2 separate regions of the Zea mays genome follow, and region 1 is linked to region 2. Evidence: chromatin contacts called from public Hi-C data. All regions are on one chromosome and are shown on one strand. Each heading gives the region's core, a stretch centred on a gene start, on an enhancer-like site or on the middle of the called end of the contact. The rest is flanking DNA. Distances are from core to core; before and after follow the strand shown.

Region 1 (5,447 bases), core at 519-3,018, 190 kb before region 2:
CTGGATCTTATGTGGACCTACAAAAATGAATAACAGTTATAACTTGTAAGAAAAGAACCAAAAGTTTGACAGGTACAAAAGGCAATACTCACAAACATACCAGGTTTTCCACCGGAGAGTATGTTACTTTCAGAAGGCTCAATACCAATAACCTAAATACAGACGACCAAATATAATGATAAGGACTACAAAGCACATACAACAGAGGAGATTTTGTTGAGCGAAACGTAAAGAAACCTTAATTCCAGGATTTTTCTCCTTGAGAAAACGGCCGGCACCAGATATTGTCCCCCCTGTTCCAATTCCACCAATGAATATATCCACCTTCCCCTTTGAATCCTCCCAGATCTCTGGACCAGTAGTCTCATAATGTACCTGTTTGAAACCAAATGAAGACAAACAGCAGGCAGGTAGGTTAGAAAAGGAGTGCACATATACGTAGAGCCACATGGCTGGTTCTCGTTGTTACCTGAGGGTTGGCAGGGTTATCGAACTGTTGAAGCATGTAAGAATTTGGTGTCTTGTTTAAAATCTCTGTAGCCTTATCTAAGGCCCCTTTCATCCCTTTTGCAGCATCAGTAAGGACAAGTTCGGCACCAAAAGCTCTAAGGAGGACTCTTCTCTCCATGCTCATTGATGAAGGCATTGTTAGTATCAGCTTATATCCTTTGGAAGCAGCAATGAAAGCAAGACCAATGCCTGTGTTTCCACTTGTTGCTTCCACCAAAACACTCTGAGCAGAAACATGAGACAAGCAAAACAAGTCATCCAGGGTACAAGGGAAAGGCAGAACAAGAGGCTGTTGAAATGATTTTATTTTCAACAGTGATCAGAAACATCACTAAGGCACATGTGGGCTACCTCTCTACACCAATTCCACATTTTTTCGAAAATCGTACTCGTATCAGTATCACTAAGCAAGGAACTATGTGAGTGAAGCCAAAATGTGCCTATGCTTACAAATCACCTTTCCAGGAGTAATCAAGCCCTTCTGTTCAGCATCATTTATCATACTGTACCCTATCCTGAAACCAAAGATGGGTTTGGAAGTGTTTAGCTACAACCAAAAAGGCCAATCTCCCTGCCAATGGAAGGAGGGGAAGAGGAAGGATACCTGTCCTTGACGCTACAGCAGGGCTCCATAATCTCGAGCTTAGCAGCGACATTGGCGACAGAGCCCTTGACGACGTTGTTGAGATACACCATTGGTGTGTTGCCGATGAGCTGCGATTGGGCAGTCAGTCGTCAGAACAGAACGTTGACGTACCCTTCTTATTGCTACGTGTGTGGCATCTATTGATCAAAGCAGTTGCACTGACTGCTCTGAAGTCCTAACATATGTAGTAATCCCAACACCTAAGCAGCTACCCGAGTGACGACAAACGAAGGACTGAAACATGAAAGCATGAACCGGCGGCAGGCAGGCGCTGGAGATTGTCTGTGACCTGGGTGACGTCGTTGGCGATGTTGAGGCCCCCGACCTCGGCGGCGACGGCGCGGCACCGCAAGGAGGGAGGGGAGGCGGTGTGCGCGAGGAGGCCATGGCCACGGCCGTCCGGGTGGGGCCTGAGGACGAGCGTCGGGGCGGGAGTTCCGCGGACGAGCGACGGACACGGCGCGAGCCGCTGCCCTCCGCTCGGGAAGGGGCCGAATCGGGCGCCCGAGGCGGCGTTGGCGGCGGCTGAGGGCGACGACCACGACGCCATCCTTTCTCGGCGTGCGGTAAAGGTATGCGCGACTCGCGGCTTCGGGGACTACTACGAAGTAGGCTGAGGCTGGTAGTGGTAGGCTCCACTGCACAGGGGGTGGGTGGTGGCTGGACAGAATTCATGAGTAGAGGGGCTGCAACTGTTTCGTTTTGGGGTCAAGTCAAATGGCCCTTTGAGGTAGCCACCGGCCAAAGCACAAATATCCCCATCAAGAGAGGGCAATGGAACCGATCTCCACCAACGGAAAATTTCTATATTTTGTTCTGTTTGAAGTGGATTGTGGGGATTGAAGATGATTAAATTAACTCCTATATAAATTTGTATGGTAGAGGATTAAGTATCCTCCAATCGAAGATATATCTGGTGCACATGAAAATTTAGTGCACATGGTGCACATATTAAATCATCAATATCCATTTTAGATCTAACGTTTCTAGTTGATCATTGCAATTTATAAATAACACCTTCCACCACTACACCCCACCACGTCGGAGGGTGTTCTTAGCAAAATACACCAAATAACTAGAGACGTTAGATCTAAAATGAATGGTGTTGATTTAATATGTGCACTAAACTTTTATGTGCACTAGATATGTTCTCCCTCCAATCTTCATCAATCCATCCCTAACCGAACAAAGCTTTAGGAAACGGAGATAGGATAATTTAGTCCCCACGAGAATTGAAACGAGAAAATTTTGTTCTCGTCGGGTTCACGTGGAGGGGAATGATGAACCATTTCCCATCCCGTTCTCCACGTACCTGTCCCACGAAGTTTTCTTCATCTAAATTAGTCTATTTGTATATTAAAATTATACTAAAAATTAAATACATAACTTATTATAAAATAACAAATTATACTCTAAATAAGATGTTTCTTGTATTTTTAAATCTTGTTTGTTAAATATAAAATTTAATATAATCAGTTTTAATTTGACTCTAAATATTGTATTTACTAACGGGGACAGATTGTCTATGGAGATTCCCCGTGGAATAAATTCCTCGACAAAGATGGAAGAAAAAATCTCCTCGTGATCGTTCGCGGGAACGGAAAAATTTTCTCCCTACGAAAATAAGAATGGAGAGTAGTTCCCGACACAGAATTCCTCGTTGTCATAACTACCGAGCAAAAGCAGGTAAGCCCATTCCAGCTCGTATCTCCTAGTGCTGTGACAAAAAAAAACAAACAATAGAGGAGACGACTGTCTGTCAGCAAATTTATGGCCGTTTCAGAACTCAAATTATTTAGCTGTTTGCAATCATTGTATAAACTTGATCCATATTTTTTTCTTTTACCATGAGTCCATGAGATGTCCTGATTTCAACTAAATCCATGGTCCTTTCAGCGCCCCATTCCGTTGCATATATTTTCGCAAAGGATAGTTTGCCTGCTGTAGTGCTGTTCAAACCTTTTTCAGTTAAAAAAAAGTCTGCTTCATTTGCTTATGTTTCGATCTTTCATCACTTCCCCTTTCTTCACTAGGGCTACATTTTGAAGTCCGCATATGTTGAGTTTTCTTTTTTTGGCGATTTCTGTTTTTTTCCTGATCTGCTTCTCGTCGGTTCATTGTATTCGGACTAGTGTCTAATGCGCGCCCTGCGTACGAAGGTATTATGCTAACACAACATTGATGTTTCTTTTTTTGTTAATGGTATATATACAATTTTGGTACCTGTTCAAGTTGTACATCATAAAAAATGTGTTGTAAATCGTAATGATAAGTTATCTTTAGGAAGCAGATAGATGTAAAGGTTAACTATATATACATGTATTGTACCTAGTTACAAAGCGATAATATATATAGTCTTAGACGTCATATCTAATTGGGTTATCATCCAAAATAAATATTGCAGTGTATCTAGTTGTGTGCTAAAATGATTTAATTGCAACTACAGATAGTCAGATTAGAGTATTATAGGGCTTTGGCCCTTCTTGTTCTTAAAAAAGAGTATTGGAGTACTATAATGGGACTACCATCAAGGGATGAACAAATAGACAATGTCAAATATGAAAGTTCATATACATATAATGCATTAAGGATATTGAAACGGAATCTACAACATGAACAATGTCTAAGTCAGGCATTTCACTGTTTTAGTTGGTGTCAAGGCAAGCTCTACCATGAAGGGATGGATGAATATATATTATCAAAACTCGAAGTTGACAAACATAATGCACGCCAGGCTGGTGACAACAACCCAGAAGGGAGGAGAGATCATACCATTGAGGTTAACACGATGTGCTCATCAATCATTTGCTTGCTTCTGAAACAAAACCATACATGGGGCCATGTTCTTTTGATGCAGGCCTTTTCGGTTGGCAGTAACGGTAGAATAAATGGAGATCCTATATCAGTTATTCATCCTACCAAAATAAAAGGATCATGGGAGAGTAAGTACAACAGCTTCTAGTTGCAGTGTCAGTAGGGAATAGGTAAATCCAATATTTTTACAAAAAAAATCTCCGTTGTATTACAAATATAAGATGCTCTCATGTGTGTTCTACAACAAAATATTTTACAAACATTATCTAGATGATGATGAGGTGAACACAAACATGGTACAGAACTACAGATGTACTTCACCTATAAATTAATCTCCACGCAAGAGCAACTTGGAACAGTAGATGCAATTATCGAATCTGCCAAGATGTCAGAAAGATCAAAAGTCCATTCAGTTGTTGGTTCTGGGTTGCTCATCTCAACATATACAATTAGTTCGCCTTCCATTGGTTCCATTGCATCGTCCTCTATGCCATTGCAACTTTTCGTATCTGTTAAATTTCTGTTACATTTTTTGCTACATCTGTCGGGTCAACAAATTTATGTGCGAAAACCTCCTCTGAAACCTCACTGTTTTCAGAATATCTATGTTGACCATCTCTCTCGAATAAAGAGAGTTCTTCAAGAACAACCAAGTCTAAGCCTTGAAGTCTGAAATTGACAACGACTTGATGCAACTATAAATGTCATCTCAGGTAAGCCATCCATCCTTGAATACCTAATTATTCTCTGCATTTGGACACTGCACAATATCTTTTAGACTCATAAAACCAGTAGCAATCAGCCAACATAAAAGTCTTTTTCTGCTAAAACTATTTACCTTCCATCCCCATCCAGTACATCTGTACCCCTTTTCGTATAAAGCAGTCTGTTGTCTCTCTTTGAGCTTTAGGTAAAGAGAAAACCATAGAAACTGACTTGTTTTTAAATGGACCTATAACTCTTTAATGTGTCGCTTCAGTCCCCAAAATATCCTTCAAGTAGAGAACAAATAGTTTAAAAAAGTTATTGATAAATAGATTTTATGTAAAAATACATGACATGTTTGCTAGCCAATCCATTAGTTATATATTATAATCCCATTATAAGTCATAATAAAATGTGGAGCGTAGAGAAAATTGTTGTGGCCAAATCAAATGATGCATAATTTTTAATAATGTAGATCAAGTTAGGAACATGTGCACGTGTACAGATACGATGGGTAAAATCAATAATCGAAATTCGGAGATCCGTAGAACCCATCGAATATCACATAGATAAGAACGTTTCACATAAAGAACTGCATATAGAGGGGGAAAGCAGTGCAAATTGCAAAAAATGCAAGATATGGATTCTACTGCACTAAATACTATTGTTGGAGGGCTGGAGGCTACAAAGTTTGAGAGGATATCTATTAAAGATTACAACATGTAAGGGTTATAATTATAACAAACAACTATAATTAGTTATTATATTCACT
Region 2 (5,792 bases), core at 143-2,642:
TCAGAAGACAGTTACGTAGAAGATGCCGTGAATTTCTAGAACGAACCAGCGTTTTAGCCTGTGTTCAGTTAACATGGTATTCGTAAAGAAGCCACGAAGAAAGGATAAGAGACGACGGCAGTCCTACCTTTTCGTTTGAGTATCTTTTATTTTCTTTGCATTTTTTTTTTGCTATTTAATCCAATCATATTTTATGGTGTTAGAAAACAGGGGTAAACGGACACTTGGTTTCAAAATCGCGAGGGTAAAACCATGCATAAAGTTTAAAAGGCAGGGGAAAATCATCATTGCAATATATAAAATAGGGCAAAAACACCAGGATTGATTTGGTGACAAGGGGATCACGGGGGATCGGAGGGGATTGAGGGAAAATGAACTAATTTCTCCCTCAATCCCCTCCAATCCCCCCGTGATCCCTAGTCACCAAATCAGCTCTAAATATAATTTCCTACGAAGAATTGATCCCTATGAAAAGTTGAACAGAGATTAAATCAACTTAAACCATTATCTACATACATTATGTGGTTAGAAGCGATGGAAGATGAGCCACATGCATGTGTGTGTGCCATGTTGGGACAAGCATGGATTTAGGTTCGACCGTTAGGAGTCATGAGTTATGCAATGTCAATAAAGGTTTTTTTAGCTCTAAATTGAGTGAGAGATGGTGAGAATAGAATAAGTGTGACGTTACAAGTGGTTGGCAGGTGGTGGATTAAAAAACGATACAATTTTAGCTCTTTAATATTATATATAGATATAAGTGATATATATAGTAAGAATAGAAAAAAGGTGATCTATATTTAGTCGGCAGAAAATGGACAGAAAGATAAAAGTTTGTTTTTCAATATTAGGTATGTATAAAGGTAGATGTATATATAAATATGTTTTATGAATTAATATTCAGACTAATGAGCCATTTCATGTCGAGTATGTTCGTTTTACAAAGGAAAGTAAGTTCTTGCTCCTGTCCAATGATATATGCTCTGTTAAAAACTTAATATGGACGTCTAGTCCGTACTGATACTCTGGATCCGTTCCATAGCACTCGACCCCGATCTCGCCCGCACAAAAAATAGTCCTCGCACCGCTAGCTACTACGCCTACCCAACACCCAACACCGCACGCGTAGATAGCTACTGCGCCGATCCAGCCCACGCAGCTACCACACTACACAAAAAATAGTGTAAAGCGAACACTCGAATCTATAACTTGCTTCAAAAATTTATGACAAACCACCAGACAATCTTAGTGTTTATTAATAAATAATAATTATATTTAATAAATATATAATATTATTTATATGATATATAATAAACGTAGCAAAGCACGACTGGCTAGTAACTTAACTGGCTGTAACTTATAAGTACCCAAACCTTCTCTCCTCGGTATCCAAAGTTCCACACTCCACAGTCCACACCCGCGCAAAAAACACAGCAAGGCTCCATGAACAAGTTGGCATCCTGCTTCCTCCAGCACGGAGCACCACACACCCAAATCTTCAAGTCCTACCATGTTCAGAGATCCCCTTCGCTGCAGTTGCTTGAGAACCGATCCGTTTCCATGACCCGGCACCGCGCCGCGGACCGTGCTGCCAGAGGCACCATCGTCGACGTCGCCGTCGACAGTGGCACCAGCTTCGACTTCGAGAGCTACCTGTCGGCCAAGGCCAGGGCCGTGCACGACGCGCTTGACCTTACCCTGCAGGGTCTGCGGTGCCCCGAGGTCCTGAGCGAGTCCATGCGCTACTCCGTTCTCGCGGGCGGCAAGCGCCTCCGCCCCGTGCTGGCCATCGCCGCGTGCGAGCTCGTGGGCGGGACCGCGGCCGCGGCCGTCCCGGTGGCGTGCGCCGTCGAGATGATCCACACCGCGTCGCTCATCCACGACGACATGCCGTGCATGGACGACGACGCGCTCCGCCGCGGCCGCCCCTCCAACCACGTCGCGTTCGGCGAGCCCACGGCGCTGCTCGCCGGCGACGCGCTGCTGGCGCTCGCTTTCGAGCACGTCGCCCGCGGCAGCGCGGGCGCCGGCGTCCCCGCGGACCGCGCGCTCCGCGCCGTCGTGGAGCTCGGGAGCGTAGCTGGCGTCGGCGGCATCGCCGCGGGGCAGGTCGCCGACATGGCGAGCGAGGGAGCCCCCTCCGGCTCCGTGAGCCTGGGCGCGCTGGAGTACATCCATGTGCACAAGACTGCGCGGCTCGTGGAGGCCGCGGCCGTGTCGGGCGCCGTCGTCGGGGGCGGGGGCGACGGCGAGGTCGAGCGCGTCCGTCGGTACGCGCACTTCTTAGGGCTCCTGGGCCAGGTGGTGGACGACGTTCTGGACGTGACGGGCACGTCGGAGCAGCTCGGGAAGACGGCGGGCAAGGACGTTGCCGCCGGCAAGGCCACGTACCCACGGCTGATGGGCTTAAAGGGAGCGCGCGCATACATGGGCGAGCTCCTGGCGAAGGCCGAGGCGGAGCTCGACGGGTTGGACGCCGCGCGCACGGCGCCGCTGCGGCACCTCGCGCGGTTCATGGCGCACAGACAGCATTGAGATGGGGTGGAAGTGGAACTATGGAAGTGGATCTGGCCGGCTCATCCGGAACACTTGATAAAAGTGATGCGTTGACTATTAGTTTCTCAGACCTCAACATCGAGTGATTACTTTGCCCCGGCCCAAAAGGATTTATGGGCTTCCGAGTTGAGTGACACTGCAGTTTGCCAGTGGCATGTGGCAACCTACCTAATGGGCCGTTCACGCCTTCACGGACAAGTAGCCTTTATAAGTGCGGTTCTTACTTCAGCTTCCCTTACTCCTATCGTTAAATAAATCTCTATTATATAAAAAGACCAGTTTTTCCAATTCCACGTTTCCGCGTGCTTCTCCACATTTAAATGGCAAAAAACTAAACTTATACAAAAATTAAGATTTAAACTATGATTATTGACTCTAAGACACACATTCACATCTAACTAGCCAACAGAGCACACATGTCTTTGTGTTTTATATTTTATATTTATAAATGGAATCTATAGCAACGTGCATGCACTTTGCTAATACTAGTATAATGCATATGCACTACGATGGCACACAATAATATTTAATACTAATAAAAAATAATTTAATGTCACAGTGAGCGGGTCCACATATTAGATATTAAACTAATAAAAATAAATGTTACACCTTATCTTAGCCAAAAGGTCGATAAAAGGTATAGGTTGAAAAGGAGTCTGACCCTTTTTAATAGCTCGCTCGATCGTTCATCCTCCTTCAGGTAGCGAGGTGGTACTATGTGAGAGTTGTTGGGAGCCTTTATTGCCGAAGGTCCTCAAAGTACAATATTGTCAATTAAGTATGTTTCGGGTGCTCTCAAAGGATGTGAAACTCACCTTCGTAAGGGTTGGTGTCTGAAGGAAAAACGAAGCCATGAAGCTTAGGCTCCATGGAGGCAATGCACCAACAAAATCCAAAGGAGAAAGCTTCGACTTCCTGAATGCCGAACGTGATCTACGAAGCTAAAGCAGAAGAGAAGGATCTAGAAGATTGACCAGATGGTCAAGAAGGAGAAAAGAACGATGTTGTCCTCATGAGGCCTGTAATTCATATGTATAGGGTGTGCGAGTATTTTTGTAATTTCATACGAAGTTGTACCTCACCACTATAAATATGAGAACAGTGTCATGCATAAGGACACTTTTCGAACACAAAGAGTCTTCACGCTCTTCCTCGTAAAGCCGAAATTATATCTGTAACTAATCATTATATTGTATGAAACAAAGTGAAGCAATAAAATATCACGATGAGTAATTCATTACATCTCCCATGTTTGTGATTTACTCTTACTATCATCTTTTCTTGTATCCCTAATCTTCTCCCTTTAATTAAGCTCAAAGATAGTAGTTAATTAAGGGTGAAGCTCAAGATTTAATCATTCATGTTGTCTTGTTTTTTATAAGAAGTCAAAAACAAGTGACCAATAGAAACGTTGTCTTGCGTGTGGATTCCTATCGTGTTGGATATGTATGGTTTTTCATAGCCTATCTATGGTATAAGGGATCATTGTTAGGTGAGAAGTGGGAGAGAGGAAGAAAACCATGTGCTTCAAATGTAACGTGCGGGCCCACGAAACTGAAGCTTTAAACACGCATAAAAAGATACTCATTCCGTCCCAAAATAGTAGTCGTTTTAGCACTTAGTTTTATGTCTATATTCAAATGGTTGATAATAAATTTAGACACATATATAAAACACTTATACTAACTATTGCATGAATCCATTAATTATCTTTTTACATATAAAAATCATGTACAACAAACCAACAAATCGATGTAATACAAGAAGGACGCGACCAACCATTTTATCATATCCTTCTATGAGCCACGAGGCCCGACATGTGTCTCTGGATGTACATTATTCTCTGAAGGAGGCGCATACCTCATGCTATAACTAGAGAACGAATTCCTAGTATTTCTCGAGGTATATCTCGACGAAGTACTCTCGTAATCATAAGAGTAGTCATATCCATGTGTAGGTAGGCTTGGAGTCCTTTTGCCCCATTCCTCGTCTTGTGCCTCAGCTTCCTCTTAAATAAAGGGAAGAAAAACAACAGTGTACTCGTCAGACACCTACCTCTTCCTGTGGTCAAAACAATTCTTTTCGGGACTTTCCAAGACCAATATCGAGTATCGACCATTGTAAGATTGAAAGAAAAAGTGTGGACCAGTTCCTATTCAAGATTATATCCAAGGGTGGCTGAATGAAATTCAATTTTGGTGGCCTTTCGAGTGTGAGCTCATGCTGAGCGAGAAGGCGATCTCTACCCCCACAACCTAGAGCATCAATGGGATGTCCTGCAATCCCTCTCCCTAGACCTAGAGCGGCGCCTGCACTCCCTCGACCAGGAACTTATCGATGGTGACAAACCTCGGGTGCCTTCTTGAAGGGCATGTCCATGTCTAGACTCTAGACCATAAAGGGCCACATGGTGGAGATATGCTATATTGCTTGTGCAGGAAAGTGGGTCTACTTAGCATAAAACTAACACCCTTCACAAGTGCGAATGATTTGCTCAACGTCTGCCACCATGGTTGGCCAATAGAAGCCTTGTCCGAAGGCGTTTCTAATGAGGGTCCATGACATGATGTGGTGGTTGCACATCCCACCATGGATGTCTTGCAGCTGCTATTTCCCTTGCTCGGTCGGGATACACTGTTGGAGTATTTTGGTGAGACTCCGCTTTCACAGCTTGCAACGCTTAGTCGTTGGGTCTTTGTCCTATTAGTCGGGAGTGTATCACGAATGATGTAATGATGGTAAGGGGTTGTTGGTCACTTGTTTTTTATTACTGTACGGAATCAAAAACAAGGCAACACAATGTTAAGCAATAGGGGCATTCGTCCTTAGGGGCATTATCTCTCTGAGATAATGATCCAAGGACGAAGGCAATGATGGATGCTTGTTTTTAATCTTTCGGGATGTCAAAAACAAGTTAACATAAATTAGTACGTCGTCCGTTTCTTCTTTCATCTAACCATTTTCAAAGGTCATATGAAGGAAGAGGGTTACAAACAAAGAAGGTACATATGTATACTTATAAACGTAAAGTGCAAGCAATAAAGGACAAGTTCTTTATCTTATTTGTATATTCATCTCAGATTTCATTTCTGATAATTTAATAAACAGTTACATTCATACCTTCGACTTTACATGAGTGAGGGTTCGAAGGTAACTTCGAAGGATGGACCAATGAGAGTGTTATCTCTTCTCCTTCTTCGAAAAAGATCCAAACAGTACAAGGCATCGTTCCTCTA

Evidence for each region. Hi-C and Micro-C count contacts between places; a contact is called where the count stands out from the background.
Region 1: a contact with region 2 is called in a Hi-C map of ear, with 1.6 times the contacts expected there. The contact joins the promoter of LOC100280321 here to the promoter of LOC100502524 in region 2. A contact is called at or near these places in 2 of 25 Hi-C or Micro-C datasets (ear and tassel).

The regions. Positions count from the first base shown.
Region 1 is chr8:6,890,432-6,895,878 of Zm-B73-REFERENCE-NAM-5.0, reverse strand. It overlaps LOC100280321 (cysteine synthase 1), which reads right to left and starts at 1,768. Exons shown (of 10, transcript NM_001153247.1): 1 at 1,446-1,768; 2 at 1,115-1,224; 3 at 968-1,025; 4 at 470-733; 5 at 238-375; 6 at 101-152; 7 at 1-17. The coding sequence starts at 1,706.
Region 2 is chr8:6,704,356-6,710,147 of Zm-B73-REFERENCE-NAM-5.0, reverse strand. It overlaps LOC100502524 (putative geranylgeranyl pyrophosphate synthase 3), which reads left to right and starts at 1,392. Exons shown (of 1, transcript NM_001197002.2): 1 at 1,392-2,660. The coding sequence starts at 1,444. The coding sequence ends at 2,535. It also overlaps the pseudogene LOC111590082.